2 separate regions of the Mus musculus genome follow, and region 1 is linked to region 2. The links are chromatin contacts, called in public Hi-C maps. All regions are on one chromosome and are shown on one strand. Each heading gives the region's core, a stretch centred on a gene start, on an enhancer-like site or on the middle of the called end of the contact. The rest is flanking DNA. Distances are from core to core; before and after follow the strand shown.

What was found. Hi-C and Micro-C count contacts between places; a contact is called where the count stands out from the background.
Region 1: a contact with region 2 is called in a Hi-C map of cerebral cortex, with 7 times the contacts expected there. The contact joins two enhancer-like sites. A contact is called at or near these places in 1 of 484 Hi-C or Micro-C datasets (cerebral cortex) and 1 of 115 datasets of contacts at active chromatin or transcription factors (embryonic stem cells).

The regions. Positions count from the first base shown.
Region 1 is chr1:76,069,238-76,076,538 of GRCm38.p6, forward strand. All of the region lies in intron 5 of Gm32622 (a long non-coding RNA gene), which reads left to right. Among named protein-coding and RNA genes, the nearest start is that of Gm32737, 22 kb to the right of the region's middle. Within about 2 kb of position 1,669, at least 31 of the 459 cell types and tissues checked have an H3K27ac peak or open chromatin away from gene starts, as enhancers often do. A contact at or near this core is called in cerebral cortex, where this site is marked.
Region 2 is chr1:75,650,653-75,657,946 of GRCm38.p6, forward strand. No RefSeq gene overlaps it. Among named protein-coding and RNA genes, the nearest start is that of Slc4a3, 110 kb to the left of the region's middle. Within about 2 kb of position 3,354, at least 61 of the 459 cell types and tissues checked have an H3K27ac peak or open chromatin away from gene starts, as enhancers often do. A contact at or near this core is called in cerebral cortex, where this site is marked.

The DNA of each region.
Region 1 (7,301 bases), core at 419-2,918, 420 kb after region 2:
CTAGTCTTCCCCTGGCTTGTTCTATTCCTGTCAACATGATTGCCTCTTGTGGATGTTTGAATACTATAACATTTGGTTAGATGGTCCATGTCTGGAAATTCCTTCCCCAGGGAGCTCAGAAACAACCCACTCAGCATCTCTGTCTAAATTTCACTTCTCATCCACGATGCCAGTGCCAAGCTATAACTGCCCTTGCCCTGTTACACATATGTGACTGGATGTCCTTTGCTTGCTCCACCCCCACACCATCTATTGGCTTCCAGGACACTGTAATTTATTTCTCCGTCTCGTCTTCCTGTTTGTTCACTGTTTACATACACCTACTCCTCTGTCATTGGTAAAGTAAGCCCTCCTCAGGCCGTCATCTGATCTGCTTTCTTCACTGACGTGACCTGAGTACTCACAGGCGGTTCACATTAGCTATTTGTTGATGTTTGTTGGACAGTGTTTCATGAAGAAATTGCTTGGAGTTCTTGTCATATGTTTGCATGTCAGCCAAAGGCAACTTCCAGCGAAGTAAGAACTGAGTGGAAAGGTGAATTCCACAAATTTACCTCAGGAGCCTTATTCCTGGACCATTCACTTGGCCTGCTAATAATCCTGACCCTCGTGAGACACAACAAGAAAGTGAGTCCTGGCCATTGCCTGCTGTTCTATAGAAGCCACATGACTTGTACTTGGGCTTCATGGAGGCTTTAAGTGAGCAGAGCATCTTTGGAAGGCCCAGGGATGTTTTGAAAGTTCTGCAACTGGTAAATGATATAGAGGAATCTCTCACCATGAATCCTGATAGCCAGTCTTTTCCTTCTTCATCCAAGCTAGTTTTGGGACCCACAAGAGGAAGGTCAAGGCAGAATGGCTGGGATGACATCCAGAAACAGGGACCACAGGGATTCCAGGTTTACCATATGTTAAGGTGACCATGAGGCTTACCCAACCATGATGGAGGATTTTGCTGTCTGTGTGTGTGATTTCAGAATGAGCAAGGTGGTGCTGTTGCTAGAGATTTTGTTATTTTTCATTTAATGGTTTTGTTGCATATGTAAGTAGCGTCGGTTTACATGGAGAGCACTGGTTAGAATAATAGCACGGACTGTAGGTACTACTGCTTACAGCCTGTCTGGTTTGCTGGGCCATTTGTGTATGCATGTGTGTTGGGGGTGGTGCTCTTTAGCAGAGTGATTCTCTCTTTTGAGAAAATGTCTCCCTTTGTAGCCAAGGGTAGCTTTAACCCCTGGTCCATCTGCCTCAGCTTCCTGAGTTTTGTGACAAGCACGTGCCATACTCTGCTTCAGAGTAGGAATTCTTAGCAGGAGATAATGGCAGCCATCATGGGAACTTGGAAGGATGTTCAGCTGGCATCTTACAGGTAGAAAGCAGAGTGCTGCCAAACATCTATAGTGCACAGAACATCCCCATAGCAAATCACGATCTTGTCCAAATATTGGGGTGCTGAAGAAGGCTTGAGAAGCCTTGCCCCCCAAGAATGGCAGGAATGAATGACTGTTTCTGTCTTCCTTTTCTCCTTGTTTTTCTGAATCCTGCCTCCCCTCCCAGCTAGAGGGAGTAGAAAGAGGACTGGAAGTCTCTCTTTAGAATGTTTCTTAGGAATTAATTGGCAGAGGGAACAAGGAGTTCCAACCTCCCACGTCCGTCAGCTCACCACCTGCTGCAGCATCAATTATGTCTCGGCCCACGCCACGCCCGAAGGTTGGAGAGCTGCCGTGTGGTACTGTCGGTACTGTGGGGCTGCAGCCTTTAGACACCTTCCATGAGGCAGGCAGGGATGAGTGGTGAGCAACAAGAGGGGAGGCCGGTACTCCGTGTTGTCAGCAGCCGAGGAGCCCAGGGCGTCATGTAACCCAAATGAACTCCGGGTTTAATCTCTGCCTCTGACAGCTCCCTGGAATCGCAAGAATGCCTGAGGATATTTGTTCTAGCTCTTCCATTCAGTACTGAAATACTTTCCAAATGAAGAATAATGCTGTCAGCTACTACTCTGAGAATTAGCATATGCCTGCCGTTTGTTTCTTTCACCAATGGAGCCAGTTACAACCTCCCTTATACATAGTGTAGCGTTTCCCAGTTCTCAGAGAACAGGAACAGAAATGATCTCACATGCAACGGTTTTCACTGAATATTACATCTGAAAAAGAAGAACTTACTTTAAAGGGATTTTCTTTTTCCTGCGGTATTGGTCAGCAGAGGGGGAAGGAAAGACTCTTAAAACAATTGAGATTTCCATTTCCCAAACGCCAGAATGGTTAATGGATGGCCAGAACATTGGAGCCCTGGGGTAGCAGAGCCCTAGCTGTGTGCACAGCACTTTTTGCGTTGTCTTCTTTGTTAGTCCGGGATGAGCTAGTCGGATGGAGGTTCCCCTTGTTTAGATAACTTACTTTGCCGAATTCTAAATGTAAAGAATGGTCTCTTCTGCCGTGCCTTTGTTTAAAGGACTTTGCTGTTTGGCTTTCCTTTTAGTGTCCAAGACCCTACAATTTAGATGCCACAGCAGGTTCCTTTTTCAGGGGAAGTCCTTAAATTCTGGTGTCCCTTGAGGTTCCCTTTGAGTTTTCCACCTTTCCCATGTGCACATTTTCCATAGGTGGCTTCAGCTCTGCCCTGGAATCAGTTGCTGTTCAGCTCCTGTCTGTGTCTTTTTGATGGTGGTGGTGGTGGTGATGATGATGGTGATGATGGTGATGATGGTGATGATGATGAATGGCAAATCTATCCTCAGCCCGATGGATGTTTCAGTGTAGAGTGAGTCTAGGCTTGGATGGTGGGAAAAGCAAGACTGAGGGTGAATGTTGACTATTGTCCTTTTAGGTTGGATGTCTCCTTTGGTAAGAGTCCGATTTCATGTCCCAGATCCTGAGTTCTGTCAAGCTCTGCACTCTCTCAAGATTTACCACAGTGCCCAGCAACAGCAAACACCAAGAGGAAGGAGACTTCAGAGATGCTGAGTTTCTGTGAAATGCCTCCAGTACAACCTGACAATGGCTCCAACTATCACCTATAGTTGATCAACATCCAGCCAGGGGACCCTCAGTCTTCGTTGTACAGTAGAATAATCTAGAAGCTTTTTATAGACAGAGGTTAAGGCCTCCTTCCAGACTTCCTGAACCAAGACAATCAGGATGATGTAGGAAGATGTGCCAGCCTTTTTGTTGTTTGTCTGTCTGAAAGACCAATAGCTTGTAAGTAACCGACCAGTTGACTTGTTTCTTGATGAGAGTCCATCTTTAGCATTCAGTAGGAAAATAGGTCATTCCTACCGTCGGTCACTAGTTTAATACCATGGTCACAATGGCAAGTGACTGCTGTGTGACCAGGGCAATCATTTCTACCCACAACTTCAATCCAAATCCATATTTATTTTTGATAGATATCAAAGTGTATGTGTGTGTTTATATGTGTAAATAGTACATTTTTGCTGATCTAATTGTATGTGCGTGTGTCTTAGATACTGACTTAATTCATTATTAAAGCAGAAGTGTGATTCATTTAACTGTATTGAGACTGGGGAGCACAGTAATGAACAAAATGAATAAACATCCTTGCCCTCACAGAACTCAGGCCTTGGAGGAGACATCAATAGACAGGATAGATAAGCAAGATTTAGGACACATCCAGATGGCAGCAGGGCTATGTTAGATCTCAGTTGTTGTACAACAAATCTTCTGCAAACAGAAAGGCTAAAATAATAACAACATATTTGTTTACAGAGTCTGAGGGTCATAAGTCAAAGAGTAGCTAAGCTGGATGTGTGCAGTTTAGACTCTTGTCATGAGAGCGAGTAAAACTATTGAGAAGGTCTGTGCTAAGATGGCTTCCTGGGGCTGGAGGCTACTCTTGTAGGAGTCCTCAGTTGTTCTTCACATGCTGGCTTCTAAGAACAAGGAGAAAGCCAACCTACTTTATATGACAGCAGTCATTTCTGTGCACTCTATTTGCTGAAAGAAGAGTCCTCAAGTAGAGTTTATATTTGCAAGAAGAGCTGTTTTTAAAATCACACAAAGGTCAAGGGAATATAATACAGCAGAGGGACGAGAAACAAAGAGCTGGTGAAGGGTAGATACTGTTGTTGGTAAGCTGACAAGGAGGTCAGACTGGAGTGGAAGTTTGGGTGGGCTTGGGGTGCAGGTTTAGTCAGGAAGGTAGCCAGGGTTCATGGGAGGCCATGGGGCAGGTCTTTAGAACTATTGTTGGGACTTTGGCTTTTTCTTTGAGTGAATGGGAGTTAACGGAAGCTTTGGAGGGTGATAATTTTATGCCTCCCAGAATATAAGGTATAGGGAGCCAAGTAAAACCAGGGAGACCAGTCAGTGGCTCTTGAGGTAATCAGGAGAGATTGGTAGCTTGGGTGTGGTGTCTGTATGTGCACAGATGAGGCATGGTGGGTTGTGGCTGATTTGGAATACAAGCTTCAAGATTTGCTGATAGGTTGGACGTGGGGTGTGAGAATATAAAGGGAAATGAATAAGGATTGCCACAAGGGTTGTACAAGTGAAAGGATACAGTCGGTGTACGTTATGATGCTGAGGGAGTGCTGTATGCTCAGAAGCCGAAAGCGCAGAAGAAGCACAGGCATGTTCCCTGCAGATGAGCTTGTTTCTCTTGAATATTTATAAACCAGGAAATAGACTCTGAAGCAAACAATCCTTGGTTTATCTTTTATTTATTTATTTATTTATTTATTTATTTATTTATTTTCTATTGTCATCCAAAAAACATTTAGAGACAGGTGTGAACCACAGAATTTTCACTGGCCATCATTGCTAGTGACCTGAAGGAGCAAAAGGATATTTTCTGACAGTGCCTATAAATGACTAATGTCTATGATACCCGAGAATGTAGAAAAAGGGTCTATAAGGTGACCTCCTGCATGAAAAAGTAGAGCTGTGAAGAAGTAAGCTATACCAGATTGCTCTCTGTGCCAGACAATCTAGGATGATCTTGGTCATTCAGTCAATTATTTTCCTTTTAGATACTTGAAGATTAATTTATTTATACTTTCCTGGCACAGTTAGTTATCCATTGCCTGATATGCTCTAGGTGTGAGTTGTTCTAAATGCCAGCTTGTCACAGCCTGTGAAGAGAGCCTGAAAAAGAGAATACTTAGGTAGGGTTGGCCTATGGATATGTCTTGGGGGGTGGAGTTTGATGTAGGAAGACTCAGCCTATTGTGGGTGGCACCAATCCCTGGGCTGGCTGGCAGGCAGGCAGGCAGGCAGACAGGCAGGGGTGTGTGTGTGTGTGTGTGTGTCTGTGTGTGTGTGTGTCTGTGTGTCTGTGTGTGTCTGTGTGTGTTTGTGTCTGTGTGTTTGTATACTGTGTAGGATAGGAGAAAGCTAGATGAAACAAGCAAGAAGAATGGGTGTGTGTGTTTCTCTCTGCTCTTTAACTACGTGTGTATGATCTGGTTAGCTGCTTCACCATGACTTCCCTGCTATGCTGAACTATAACAGGGAATTGCAAGCCAAATGACTCCCCTCCCCCCTTTCTGCCCTGCAGTTGCTTTTGGTCAGGATACTTTATCACAGCAACACAAATGAAACTAGGACAAAGTGATGATCAAGATTCTGACTTAAGGCAGGAGGAGAATTAGGTTGAATCACATGAAATGGCTGATTTTTGACCACGTGGGGTCTACCAAAATGCCTCTTTCATGTTGTTCAAGATTCTGTTTTATGAGAAATGCATGTACAGACTGCTTGCTCTAGATGCCACTGATGCATATACTCACACCCAGTGCCAGAAGGTCCCTTTGCCTTCAGTCTCTAATCATGTGCCCCCCTCCCCAATAACACCATTGTTCTTATTTCTGTCTTAATACTTGCCACAGACGCCTATTTTAATTTCAGCTCCCTTCCCTCTTTTCCTGTCCTCTGTGTAAATGGAACACAGCTGCTTCCTGTCACCTGTGTGCATGGTGTTCCGTCATGTACTTGAACCTGTAAGGTCGGATTATGAGGCATGACTCGGCCTGAGGATGTACTTTATTACTGAGCATATCATATCTTATCTGGCTAGGGTATCAGTTTAGAGCATTAAAGTCCAGCCTGGGCCAGCTGAGCCAGTTATAAGTGTGACTCTAGGCCCCAGCTGTGTGGATCTTGCAGGAATATGCTGTCTTACCCATACCATTTGTGACAAGCATAAGCTACTGGTAATAGTGTCTCAGCCTTGAGGGCAGCTTTAGCCAAGGCGAGTTTCTAGTGATGATCATCATCTGATAATGCTCTTCAATTTCTTACTTCAAAACGGAAGGTCTGTGAACCAACCCAAACTGTCTCTAGGTACACAGGCAATTTTGCTTAAGATTGCAGCAAGAAGTAGTGTGTTTTCTCCTTTCCCTTGAATTCACCTGCATTTTTTTTTTAATTCCAATACAGCATATGCTCAGCTCTGCACTGTTCACAGACTTAACATCTTATCACTCTGCTGGGAAGTTACTCTCCCCCTGCCATTATACAGCTTCTTTCATGCTCCACAACTTCACTTTACATTATCTTTTTCTAGACAACAACATTCTCAGAGGTTTTCCTGAGTTAAGTAACACAATTACACAGGAATAGCTGCAGGATGTGTCCGGACTGGAACACAATGATCGTGCTGTGGGAAACAAGGAGGCCATTATTTTTGCTGTCTTACTTAATTAGTATTACACACAGCATGACTTGGGTCTGATCCATACCCAGTTTATTGGGGAGAAACACTATGAGGTAGAAAGAATGTATGTAGATATTGAAAAAAAAAAAGACTTGGTGGGGGTGGGGGGAGCGGTGATGGAGGTACATAAACATCTAGATGAACAGAGAGAGCATCCCCGGCACCTGCATTCTCAGCGACTCAGTTGATTGCCTCAAAACCCATTAAGCTGTGTTTTTCCTCTTTCTTTATTGCATTTGGCTACAGGAGCAGTGGCTGATTCTTGCAACCTCTATTGTTTGATTGCATCCATTGCCTCTCGAAAATCTGGGTCCCTGAGTCCAGTTCCAACTCCAAATGGAATTGGTGCGAAGGGAAGGAGAGAGATGCAGGCAGGCTCTTGCCAGGCAGGGGATGAACTCCATTCCAAGCGCTTCTCCCTTTAATGAGGTTCTGATGTGGCTCTCATTCCTCCGCAAGTACCAGGCTGCATCCGGACTGATGGCTGCACTTGATGGATAATTTATGCAAACAGAACACAAACAAGAAGTCATTAAGCCACCCAACAAGGGTCCTTGACTTTTGCAAAACCAAACAGTTATTCTGATCCTGATGAGTTTAATTTTACTTTGGGTTGAGTACCGATG
Region 2 (7,294 bases), core at 2,104-4,603:
CATTCTTTTTTTTTTTTTTTTTTTTTTTTTTGGTTTTTTCGAGACAGGGTTTCTCTGTGTAGCCATGGCTGTCCTGGAGCTCACTTTGTAGACCAGACTGGCCTCGAACTCAGAAATCCGCCTGCCTCTGCCTCCCGAGCGCTGGGATTAGTGTGTGTGTTAGCAAATGAAAAGCAAGGAAGGGAAGACATCATGGCCAGTTCCAGGAATTGTGTCAGAGTTGGTTGTAGAAGTTACACTTTGGTTCTTCCTCCCACTCTACGCTCCAAGAAACAAGACCCAGACTCTAAATCTATTTACAAATACCTTGCCATATAGTTCGGCTCTTCTCTGACTAGATCATAACTTATTATAATCCAGTTACTCTAGTCTACCTTCTGCCCCATGGCTGGTTACCTGTGCTCAGGTGCCATGCCTCTGTCTTGTCACATCTTCCCAGGCCAATCTCCTGCTCCTGGCTCTATCCCAGAATTCTTTCTCCCTCCCAGATGTCCCACCTTCTATTCTACCCTTTCCTATAGGCTGTAGGTTTTTGTAATTGACAGGTGATGCATCCATAGAACACACAAGATATTCTCTCCACAGTTCATCTACGTGTTTCTGTCCTCGTTCCCCCCCCCCCCCCCCGCAGGTGCAGGAGACCAGCACACACCATAATGATTATGGCTTCATCTTCCCTCTCTCCTTCCATGTCTACTCTCTGATTTTCAAAGTGTTTCTGAGTGTGAAGTAGTCTGGCCTCTTGTCAGCCAGAGAGCTAGGGAAAGGGAGAGTGTTGGCTTCAGAAAGGCATGTGACAGAAATACTAGCCTTTCATTATGTAGGAATATAAAAAAGATTTAAAATAAACCCTTCATTTAATTTGAATATTTTATTGGTAACGATGGTGCATGAGTTATATGACACTGGATACTGATGCCTTTTATAGGCATTTGAGAATTTTTATAGTTTATTGACATATGGGCCAGTTTCCCTCACTGAGTGGGGCTCAGAGCTTGCTCTCTGGGTGTCTCTCCTCTTTCACCTTCTTGATTTAACAGTCACATTGGCAGAATTATTAGTCAATTAAAAACATTTTAAAGAGACTTTGCCCAGCATTTCTGTGGAAAACCTGAAATATGGTATTTTTGTTTTAAATTTGGACAAACTAGAGACCAAAGTGACCTCTGTAATCAGGGTAAGCTGATAGTTGAAAATGTCTGAGAGTAGCACGAGGCACCCCATCTTCTGCTTGTCGAAAGCAACGGAAGCTCTGTGGAGAGATCTGGCCACCCAGGGATGAAGTGGAAGTGATTTTGTTCTGAGCACTGTTGAGTCTTCAAGCGTGAGCTAACTCATTCCCAGTCTGCACAGCACAATGGATTATGAAATGGGACTATTGGAAAGAATTGAAAACTTTTAGGGATGGGGAGATGGCTCAGTGGGTAAAGGCATTTGCTGCCAAGCCTTATGACCTTGGCTCAATCCTGGGCCCACCACAGGAAGGAGAGAACTGAGTCCTGGAAGTTGTGCTCCACAAGCACACCATAGCAATGTGAACACACACACACACACACACACACACACACACACACACTAAATAAATGCAAAAAATAACAATTCAGTTCCTAAATTGAGGGCTTAGCAATCAAATGACTACAGATATTAATGAGATACTTAGGGGCAACAGTTTTATCATTACCCTAGTTAGTTTCTATATTTCAAAATAAATTGCAAATTATTCATTTCATCAATGACATATAAACAAGAAGCAAAGAAAATAAATGATTGTTTGCCACATGAAAACATTTCTTATTTTTTCTACTGAATAATTATTAAGCATAAAAAAACCTAATTGAATCTCATTTCTACAAATCATTAAGGAGTTTTTGAGCCAAACAAGCCATGGCCTTTTTGCTGATGGGATTGTAAATATCACCAGTCTAGAAAAAAATTAGCCGATCATTTATTCTGCAGAGGGCATTACTGCATTTCTGTAAACACATCATGTCATTGTAGAGTTGGGAAATTGACCAGAGGCTGGGGAAAAAAAAATCTCACTTGGCCAGCAGAGGTCACTCTTTCTCCTTTATCGATCCCAGTAACCGGCTTCTGAGTGTTTAGTCAAAGGTGTTTTGAGCTTGAAGCTCAGCCAGAGGCTGTGGAAATAATACACATCATCAAGGCGAGCTCTGCTTTCTTACACACATGCACGCACACATGCACGCGCGCGCGCACACACACACACAGACAGACACAGAGTTTAAATGTTTTACTCTAGCTGGACAACTCACATACATATAATAAGAGCCACTCGGTTATGCATGTTAATGCATTTCTTTAATTAATCTGTTTCATCAACTATTACTCTAATGCTTACTGGTGCCAGCTCCAATTCTGCCCAGTTCTCTGACTTATGAACCAAAGCTTAGATTTCTATAAATACCTGCAGGTGACTGGCATGAACCTTTAGAGAGAGTTTCTGCAGAGGAACCAGGAACTAACTAGGACCAGGCTGTATTGAACCCTGGCCAAGCAGAGAGGCCAGTGCCAGGCACTGAGGGTTAAGCTGGAGAGGTACATACCCTACCCTGGCTTCTGTGTTTGGCTTTGTTATGGAAACAAAAGCATATGCTAGCAGTTCTTTCGAAGGTTGGGCCATAGAATGAATTTAGATGAATTATACATGAATATCCAAAGTATAGGCCAGTCATAAGTATCTATAGATGGTCACGACAGCTGAGTGATGGAACTGTCTAGTAGTGAGGTAAACCACTCAGCGTTTGTCTGGCCAAATCATTAAAAGTATTTCAGTAATTCATTTTTAATATCTTTCTTTATGGGGGACATAGTGGGCATTTTTAGGAAGTGCCTGGGAAAGTTGAGCTTTTGGTTTGCCAATGATTAGCTAAGATCTTTTCTAACTCTTCCATCCCATCTCCTCCTTCCCCCTTCCCTCCCTTCCTGTAGCACCCCCTTCCAGTCCTTTTCTGTCCCTCCCTTCGATTCCCCTCCCCCACTCTTTTTCTTTCCTGAAATACCAATTTCATACAGAATTTTAAAAACGTGGTGGAAATCTGAGATTCTCCGTGGCTGTTTTTCCTTTGGCCACCAGGTGGCGCCATCACAGTGCGCCGGGGTCTAGGCAACCCTTCCTAAAGAACGGAATGTGTCTCTTCCTTAGGTGGTGGGTAGCTTAATGACTAGGTCCGTAGCTCCCTGTAGTGCCTGCGAGGAGCTGCATCCAGGGGAGGAAGATCTATTGGGCTTCCTCACATCGCCCTCTGAAACCTTGGTTTCTCTGGTCTGTGGTTTTGTGCTGGGCCAGCTGCCATCTGCTTACCCAGAATGCCTTGCAAAAGTGTGCTGGAGCCAGCTGGTGTACTTGCTAGAGACTGGTTAAGTAGCCAGGAATTTTGTGAACTGATTGTTGGACCATTGGCAATTAGACATCAGCCTTGGTGGGCGTATTTGAGGCACTAAAAAATCACACGACTTCGTCCTGTTTGCTGATGTATGAGTACTCTTGCCTTTGTGACCCTCGGTTGTATCCAAAACCAACCAACCAATCAAACCATAGTCCCCTGTTGCCTGACGTTAAAAGTGTCAAATTAAAAAAAAAATGCAAATATTTGTAGGGAAGGAAAAAAATTCCTCCTTTTTCTTATCTTTCTTTAAAAGCTTTGAAGCAAAAGTTGTTTCTTTTTAAATGATCAAGTATAGATTTCTGCTCTTCTAGCTAGAGTTTAGTCAAAAGCTGAGGGGATTATTCCAGCTTTCAGCCTCAATCCGATTCCTCTCCTGAAATTAACGTTTGGCCTAGCTATTTTTCCTTCCTGTCTCCCCAGTTTTATTTAACATCCCTTTATCGCCCTCACACTGTGAAACTCTGGCCTCCTGAAGGTGTGTGTCCCCTGACATTGTCCCTGGCCTAGACACCAGTCTTTACCAGTCCTTTAGGACTCAGAAAGCCGTCCAGGTGTAGGTGCACCTAGGCCGCATGCGCTCATGGAGTGCTTGTCAGGAACGATTGTCGTTTTCCGGTTCTCCACGGCGACATTGTTTTACTCCCTGATAGGCCGAGCCTGGACTCCACGGCACGGCTCCGACTGCTTCGGAGGCAAACTCAAGGGAGAAGACAGTCAGTACCCATTGCCTGGGTACTGAGCACTGTTCCTCCTCAGGCTGAGGAGGGCGCACCTAAGTTGGTGCCAGCATTGGAGGGAGGTTGTGGAAGCAGAGGCTTAGAGCTGCTGTGGGGAGAATCCTGTTGAGGACGCTATCACAGCTTCTGCTATAAAACCATTGTCTAGACGATGGTTCACTCCTGTTTGTTGACTGCCTCAGCGAGCCTCATCCCTTGGGCAGAACATTTCTTTTGCACAGATGTTGCATTAGCTGCTCAGGGTGCCATAAAGAGACTTTGCACACTGGGAGGCTTAAGTGACTGGCATTTATATTCTCTCTGTGGAGGCGAGAAGCCCCACAAACTTAATTTATGGTGAGGGCTCTCTTCCCAGCTTCTAGATAGCCTTTTTTCCCCCCTGTATGGCCATGGAAGGGTCTTTCTCCATGGAGTGTCTATTAACTCTTCCTACAAGGACACACTACTAACGGGTTAGGGCCCTAGGACTCCATGAACCTTTAATACCTCCCTAAAGCCCGACATCCAAATAAGTCTAACTGGGGACTAGGGATGCAGTATACAAACTACTGTGGGCCCACAATTAAGTCCATAGCAAATGGCAACTGATGGTTTTAAAAACATTTGGAGCAAGAAGAAATGCGAGGACATAGTCTCCTTTAATCACCGTCTCAGGTTTACCAGATGTATTTAGGAAACTCTTCTACCTGGTCCAATTGCTGCTAGTGTGGGGTAAAGTCATGATTTTTTTTTTCCTGCTTCCCCATGTCCCCATAAGGAGGACCGAGACCTCGTCCTCATTCTGATCCAAGCTTCAATTACCCTTCAGAATTTCCCCACTCACAATTAATGCTTACCCATTTGTAATTAAATAATAAATCTGTGTCATAATTTGAGGAGATTTCCGGTGGCCAACTGAAACAGCGATGGGATTCATAATTCCTTAAAGGCAGAGGCATGCTCTTTCTAAAAACTCTCATAAAATAGTGGATTTAAAAAGTTCTCTGTATTACCTCCTATTTTCTTCTTGCCAACTGATTTTTTTTTTCCTCTGATTCCCTTGTCTTCGTCTGGTTGAAGACACAAAATAGAGTGTAAGTCGAAGAGCATGCGTGTTTGTGAACTTTTTATTCCTCTCTAAGTGTTTTTCTTAAAAAAAAATGATTCCTATCTCTCTCTTGATGGGGAAGTTCTTGTGTTTCTTAGAAGCCTTTGTTCTGTACTTAGAGACCTGGGGAGGAGCAATGGGGGGGGGGGGTTCCGGGTAGGGGGTGGAAAATGTTGGTGACACTGGGAAAAGAAGTCTGAGCACATGCTAGTCTTCTGTGTACATTTGCATTTATCAGGAAACTTCTGGAAGCAAGATGCTTGCATGCAAAGACTCTGGCTGCCTGTGCTGAGAGTTTCAGGTTGGACTGTGAGATTGTGTGGGGTACTGTGTGGTTGTGTGGGGTACTGTGTGGTTGTGTGGGATACTGTGTGGTTGTGTGGGATACTGTGAGGTTGTGTGGGATACTGTGAGGTTGTGTGGGATACTGTGTGGTTGTGTGGGATACTGTGTGGTTGTGTGGGGGACTTTCTTTAAATCATTCCGCATACGTCCAATCTGCGTCTTCCCCACCCACCTCAGAGTGGCCCAGAGATCTTGGAGCTGTAGAAGTAGTGGGACTGGACTCAGCCCCATAGACGGTTCAGAGGTGTGCCTGTCTGTAAAAAGCACACTGGTATCTTCCCTAGTCTCCATGTGGGTTAGGCCTTGGGACCAAGTGGCTGGGTATCTGGACTTGGGACAGGAGCCTTGGTCTGGGAGTGGGGCTGAGCATCTTTCCTCCCAACGGATTACTGAATCTCAAGCCTTCAGGGCTGGAGACCCCCTGAAGTCCAGCAAAACAAGCTTTTCCATTCAGATGAACTCGCTGAGGCCTCAGGGGGGGTCCCACCCTCTTTCTGGGCTTGTCAGAGGCACTTAAGAAATACATGTTGACTTGACATGACCCACTGTGAAATAGGCATGACAAAACTCCCCACATGGCAGCTGGATTAGGCTCCCAGCAGCTGGGAATGATTCTCCCTCTGTTGCTGTAAGCCTCAACGGCAGGGCACAGCAGAAAGGCATTGTGGGATGCACGTCCAGGCTCTGGATGGTACAAGCCACACAGAGATTGAAAGCCTCCTTTTTACAAGTAAGAGTTTAATAGATGTCAGAGCTGGAATGGACCTTGTGAATCAATGGTATCGGTCTCTTCAAACTTCAGATTACAGATCACTAAACTGATGCCCGGAGCCCGGATAGAGGAAGCAATCTGGGCTGGCGAGTTGACTGTGTTTGGATTCAGGCAAGAGGCAGACCGGCAAGTGGCAGGGGAACACACAGCTAGGTGTAATGAGGTTCAGCCCAGCTTTCTCTTATGCCACCATTTTGTGACTTAAAGTGGAGCGAGAGTTATTGTCCCACCAGCGAAACAGAACCGTATAAATTAAAACGGCAATGAACTGTCTGCTGAAGGTGTGAACAAGGCAGACAAATCCCCGGGAGCTTAGGAAACATCTGTTCCTTACCTTGAAGGCAGAAACCTAGCCATAAAGCAGACAAAGCAAGGACTGGAGTCTTTCACCTTCTCTGCCGGGCTGCAGGGAGATGGGGCACCTTTTGGATGTGCTCCGGAACACGAAGAGCTTTTTGCGAACCATCTCCCGACCTCCCTCTGTCTCTTTTAGGGGTCGTGGGTTCCTTATTTCAGTCATGCGGGCCTCGTTTCTTCAGCATTCTTGCGCTGCTGTAAAGTCCTGGGAGGCGCTCTTGACGCGGCCCAGGTGCTTTCTGCGTATCCCAGGGCGTGAAGAAAAACCCGAGCCAGGGGAGGAGTGATGAGAAGACTGCCAGGCAAGAGTCAGGAGCAGGAGGCAGAGGGTGGCATCAGAGCTGGGTCAGAGGTCAGGTCTGAGTGACTCATGATAGCTATCAACTCAAGAATCCAGGAGATTTTCATTAGGTTGCTAACTTGACAACAAGAATCTTGGGCTCACGGGGCTATGAAGACAGACCATAGCGGGGCTGAAGGCTACTGCAATATACTGATGATGACTGTTATGGGCAGGACAGAAAAGAGGCTATGTTTTAATGCCATATTAATTTTGCCTTACTCTGGTTTGTTGTGTGGACTTGTGCCT